2 separate regions of the Gasterosteus aculeatus genome follow, and region 2 is linked to region 1. The links are chromatin contacts, called in public Hi-C maps. All regions are on one chromosome and are shown on one strand. Each heading gives the region's core, a stretch centred on a gene start, on an enhancer-like site or on the middle of the called end of the contact. The rest is flanking DNA. Distances are from core to core; before and after follow the strand shown. Region 1 holds the start of fbxl4 (F-box and leucine-rich repeat protein 4). Region 2 holds the start of mms22l (MMS22-like, DNA repair protein).

What was found. Hi-C and Micro-C count contacts between places; a contact is called where the count stands out from the background.
Region 2: a contact with region 1 is called in a Hi-C map of tail fin, with 2.6 times the contacts expected there. The contact joins the promoter of mms22l here to the promoter of fbxl4 in region 1. A contact is called at or near these places in 2 of 6 Hi-C or Micro-C datasets (skeletal muscle and tail fin).

What each region holds. Positions count from the first base shown.
Region 1 is chr20:16,912,718-16,915,457 of fGasAcu3.hap1.1, forward strand. fbxl4 (F-box and leucine-rich repeat protein 4) reads left to right here and starts at 1,420. Exons shown (of 10, transcript XM_040165325.2): 1 at 1,420-2,032. The coding sequence starts at 1,963.
Region 2 is chr20:17,069,635-17,072,547 of fGasAcu3.hap1.1, forward strand. It overlaps mms22l (MMS22-like, DNA repair protein), which reads left to right and starts at 1,373. Exons shown (of 26, transcript XM_040164224.2): 1 at 1,373-1,512; 2 at 1,873-2,086; 3 at 2,304-2,429; 4 at 2,661-2,713. The coding sequence starts at 1,914. It overlaps LOC144382996 (neuroendocrine convertase 1-like), which reads right to left and starts at 1,257. Exons shown (of 10, transcript XM_078095446.1): 1 at 478-1,257.

The DNA.
Region 1 (2,740 bases), core at 170-2,669:
AATATGTTTTGTCCGTGTGTACCTCCATGATGTTTCGAGCAGTTTGGATTTAACTTTATTGCACTATAAACGATAATATAAGCGATTCCTCATAAGATATAGCATAAATGTACTTTATTAACATCAGGATCATTTATAGACATTCCATGCAATATGCAACATTCCTTTACTCCACATGGTCAGATTTCCATTCACTAAATTTGCAATAAGTTTTATTGTAATCTACAATAGTTTTCATTCTGTTCTTGTTACATTATTGTTACTTATCTACCTTGTGGTATCAAACTGTGGATTTTATTTTCTTCTTAACGCAACAACCCTACTTTGACAGGGACAGACATTCAGATATTTGTTGAATATGAATACCGTACAGACACTTTCTGAGCCATTTTCTGTAGCGCTTCATGAGAAATTGTGATTTAGTTCTGTCTTCCATGTCAACTTAGATTTATCGATTGTGAGCTGACAATATACCAGATCAAAAGTCATTTTATGAAATGGCCAACCAAGCATGTGTATGAGGACGCACTTGATACTAAATAGAAATTATTTTCTATTTAGTAATAATTTTCCTTCCAAAAAAAGTGATAGTTATGATCTTAAATGGTTTAACTTGTACTACAATTAACTGTAGCATTATCATAATTGATCAAAATTACACATGTTAATAACCCAGTAACTTTAAAAGAAAAGTCCCCCATGTGAAGGTGCAAAAAATTAAAGCTGTTTGATAAAAACTTTTAAACGTGTTAACTTGTCTTATTGAAGAAAACATATTTAACCATAATGTTGTTTAAATTCTCAAATATTATCCACTTCAGTCAGTCTGTAATTAAAAGTTTAGAGGTTTAGTTCTGATTTAGTATGTGTCACATATCCACGAAACACTAATCCACCAACCTCAACTGTGAAGAGAAAGGGTACACTATTATACCTATATAAATATATATATATATATATATATATATATATATATATATATATATATATATATATATATATATATATATATAGGTATAATATATATATAGGTATAATAGTGTACCCTTTCATACACATGCTTTGTTGGCCATTTCATAAAATGACTTTTGATCTGGTATATTGTCAGCTCACAATCGATATATATATATATATATATATATATATATATATATATATATATATATATATATATATATATATATATATATATATATATATTGTACTGTACTGCATTTGAACAAAGAGATATCCAACGTCTCTATGTAAGAAAATAATCGTGCTAGTCTCCATCCATCCATCAGGAACTAATTATGCATCCATAGTTAGAACACTACTAAATAAACTAACAGCTTTCCTAAAAAATGGCTGATTTATTGGACGGAAGTGATGGGGCTTTTACTGTTCCCTCGTAATTTCTGGCTTCCACCAACTTCAGACAGATTACGACAGTCATCTATACACCGGTGCAATAAATTGGATAACTTCTCCAGAATTGATCACTTATATCCCTACTGACGACAACAACATATGCCGAAATTCACTTTGTTCGGTAAACATAATCCCTTATTAACTCGATACTGTAAACATATCGCAGAAACCTTGGAGGTCATCGTGGATACGATTGGATATAATGTGAGTGTGGTGAGTAGTGGAATTATCCGATAGTTCAGGAAGGCATCACAAGGTAAACGGCAGGAATGTGTTTTTTTTGTGGTTGTTTGTTGAAATGTCCTTTAAAAAGGGAACAAGAGGATTGGTCATCATGACTGAACATGTCGATCTACGTTCCCCGTACATTTAAATTATGAGCCACCCCCTTTGATTGCCCGATTCTGCAGAGCTAGCTACGGAAGCTAACGCTTATGTTTTGACAGCTGAGCTTGTTTGAATTGCCATAGGCTAACTAGCTAACGTTGGCTAGCTAGCTGACGGACGGCAGCTTCTTAACCGTTAGCTAAACAAACAACATAAGCTGTACGGATGCAGCTCCCCTCGTTGAAACACGTCACTTCAGAGAGCAACACTTTCCTTCGAGGTAACGCTAGTACAAGTAAGTGCAACGTTAATGCCTCTGCTACCGAAATGAATTTAAAGTGACGTTAACCTGGAGCGACGGTGTTATGAAAATGTATCCAGCGCTAGTTACTGTAAGCTAACGCTAGCTGGTCGCCTGTCCTCTGCGCACCGTCACAATGATAGCAGAGATCATCATTTACTGACGTAATGCTAATCAGGCTAGCCATTTCTCAGTAGCATTGATAAAGACAACTTGGTAAGGACCAGCCGAATGGCTATGTGCTGTTTGCTACGCGTAGCATTACCTTCAGAGCTGTTTTATTTCACTGCACATACAAGCATTCATGCAAAGGCTTTACCATTAATCCCCAAACATGACACACTTTGATTTAACTATGTGCTAATGTTGGCCCAGTATTTTCAAAGACCTGTCAATCTATTTGAGACTGATACCAGCGGTCCCTGTCCTGTGGAGCTTTTCCTTTTGTTTACATCTGGATCACAGGTTGTCCATGTAAGGCAGCCTTACATTGTACAGCTGATTCACTTCAAATAGGAATATCTGGTGAAATGTTGCTAAAAACCTAAATACTTTGAGCTTTAAGGCTTCCTATCAGTTACCTTGGGCAATGCACAATAATTCCAGCTCGCTGAGACAGTAAGTTAGTTCACCTCTGGCAGGACGCCGTGCGCTTCTCAATAAGCCTTAAAAGCTGATCAACTCCAATCAATCAGCCCTAAA
Region 2 (2,913 bases), core at 123-2,622, 160 kb after region 1:
GTTTTTTACATTGACTGTGCAGAAATGCCGTGTAACCCCCCCAGCAGCTGTCCTGTGGGGGCCATAGCCCACGATCCATTATTATGGTTGGAAGGCAAAAGGTCTCGTGAGGAACCAGGTGTATCCTCACTTTAGCTCCGCCCATCTACAACATGCACGAGGTCCAATCAGGGAGAAAATGGACACCTGTGTGGTCGGATTTTTCCGGACCATTATTGTACTTGAAAGTGGGTCCTCGTTTGGGAGGATGCGGTCTCTGTAGAACCCTCGCCCACACGTAAACCTCAGTAGTCACGCACTTAATTACGTTTATCAAGTCTAATTAAGTTTCCTATCATCGAATGTCTGTAAATCTCAATTTACTCAACATGGTGCGTCAAAGCTAGGAAACTGCCTGAAGGAGCGGGGGGGGTGTTTAGACCTCCCTCCATTTACTATGGCTTTGCAGTGATAGGAAAAAAAAGAGTAAGCGTTTACCTTTCTGTTGGTGGCCACAGAGCCCTCACACAGACGGACTGTCTCCTGCTGAAGGCAGAGCGGGTTTTCGCTGCATCGCACAGGAACGAATCTCCCGACGCGTTCATTTTTATTGTCTCCGCTGACTACCGGCTATCAAAACGTGCACATTTAGAGCATGCAAAACAGCGCACCGATAGCGCCTCTCCGCACTGGGCAAGTCAAACGTGTAGAAATAACGACCCGTAAGTCGACAAAAGCGAGCTCATCCACGGCGAAGGGGGGGTTTTGGAAAGATGCGAGAATGCATTAGAATGCAAGAAACGGTGTGATGGCGAGGGGGACTGTAGGGAGAGACAGATCTGCATATGGAAATTAGGGTTAGCGTGGATAAAATTCGACTCGAACCGCTGCGTTATTTAGTATTCATTTAGTCGAGAGCCCCGCGGTGAGAATGTGAGGGTCAAAGTAACTTCGGGTCTAAATAAGTCGTGGCAAGGAGCAGGTGAAACAATTTACAAGCACCTGTGCTCCTGGCGTGAGTTTCTATATATACTACATCAGATATATTTGATGCAAATTAAGCAAACTTGAACTCCGAGTGTATGTGATACCAAAGACCAGATAAACATATTAACAAACGTTTGCCTAATTAAACTACATAAAAGTCCAGTGAGGGTAAAGCAAAAAAAGAGAGCTCGTCACTGTGACTTTGGAACATTTTTCTTTGCTCTTTCATAAAAAAAGTCGACAAATTCGTTAAAACAAGCAAAATATAGTAAAAAAAAAAAAAAAAGAGCGCATCACCACATGGCCCGCTAGTGCGGCGGAGGAAGCGTGCAACGGGGACACCGCTCGCTTCCTCTCGGGGTGACGCGGCGGGGTCACGCCCACTCCCAACTTCCGTCCAATCACTGGACACGCTGCGAGCGTGCGCACGCGCGCAATGGACGCGCGGGAGAGACCGAAAACCTAAACAACGCAGTCATGACAACCGCGTAACCTCCGCTCTTCGCTTTAGCTTTACGGAATAGTACACGACTCAACCAGCGAACGGTTTGTAAACTTCTCGTAACAGCCGCGTGTCTTTCGTTGCCGCCGTGTTTGGTTTCCCTGTTTGAAACGCTTCTGTCGTTGTATTAATAACGATATCAGTTCACGTTGCTATACAGTTTAACACAGACGTTTCCTTAAGAACCGAATATAACTTAAACACACACACACACGTTCTGGAGACAGTTAACACTTTATAATAAAAAGCAGTTATTTTACACACTGTGGGTTGCATTGTGAAATATCTGCTTTGACATCTAGCTAGCATGTGGCTACTGACTAGTTTTGAATCAAGGCTAGATCGATTGCCAGATGTTTTAGTTTAGCCAAAGTGTAAGCTAACGTGTGTTGTCTCAATCCAAGGTTTTCTTCATTAAAGGTGCTACTGACAGCTCACCGGCACCATGGAGGACGACTTCAGCCAATCCCTAACCCCGCCAGTGTCTCCATTCGCATCAGGCAGCCTGTGTGAGCTGACCCCAGCCCGACCGCCGTGTTTCTGCTGCCCCGAGACCCAGCAGGAAGCCTCAGCAGCGCTCGCCCCTGATGGCTACGCCGCCAGAGGCTCCCTGAAACGGTACAGTCACTGTCTGCCTGTCTGTCTGTCACTGTCGGTCACAAAGCATCGAGACGGAGAATGCGTCTCATTGAAAATTGTTGACAGGTCTGTGGGTTTTTCCGAGTAACTGCATTGAATTCCTTTCCACGGTCAGCTCGGTAGTGCTCGTTTGTCACAGGAGAGCAGAAGAAAAGCCTCAATTAATGACTTTTATTTGACTGTCTCTGCTCGGTAGGCTGCTGCTGCGTCTTGACCCGGCCCCGGCAGATTATGAGACGGACACGGTGGAGATCTTTGGCTTCCCCTGGGTCACGGAGATGGCATTGGTGGAATCTACAAAGCCTCTTTTTGGTCTGTTCAGGTAAACCGAGATGTCAAATCGGTTATGGTTTCTTTTTAAAACAAACCCAGTTTTGATGTTAATTTTTGTTGCCATAAAAGCGGATCAACCTAATCTGAATGCATTTTTCAATGGCACCCAAAGCTAATAACAGAATGGAGAGCCCTTTTTTGTCTGTTTTAAATACTATGCACTACGGGTCACTCACATCCATATCACTGGTCTTAGTGTCTTTCTTTTGTTATGTTTCAGACAAAAGGTTTACCGGCTGGAGTCCTTGGTGAAGTCCAGCTCGCATGACTTCGGTAAGTTTGTGCTTTATGTAATCTGCACTGTAGCAAATACTCAGACCTTTACTTTTCAGCATCCATTTCTTCTAGAAAAGGTGAGAAAAAACAACAATTGAACAGTTTGTCTTAACTGTCACAGTATCAGTTAGAAAAATGACGCAATGATGCAAATAAGGTATCTAAGATTAACCGAGGAAGCGGCAGCAACAGATGTA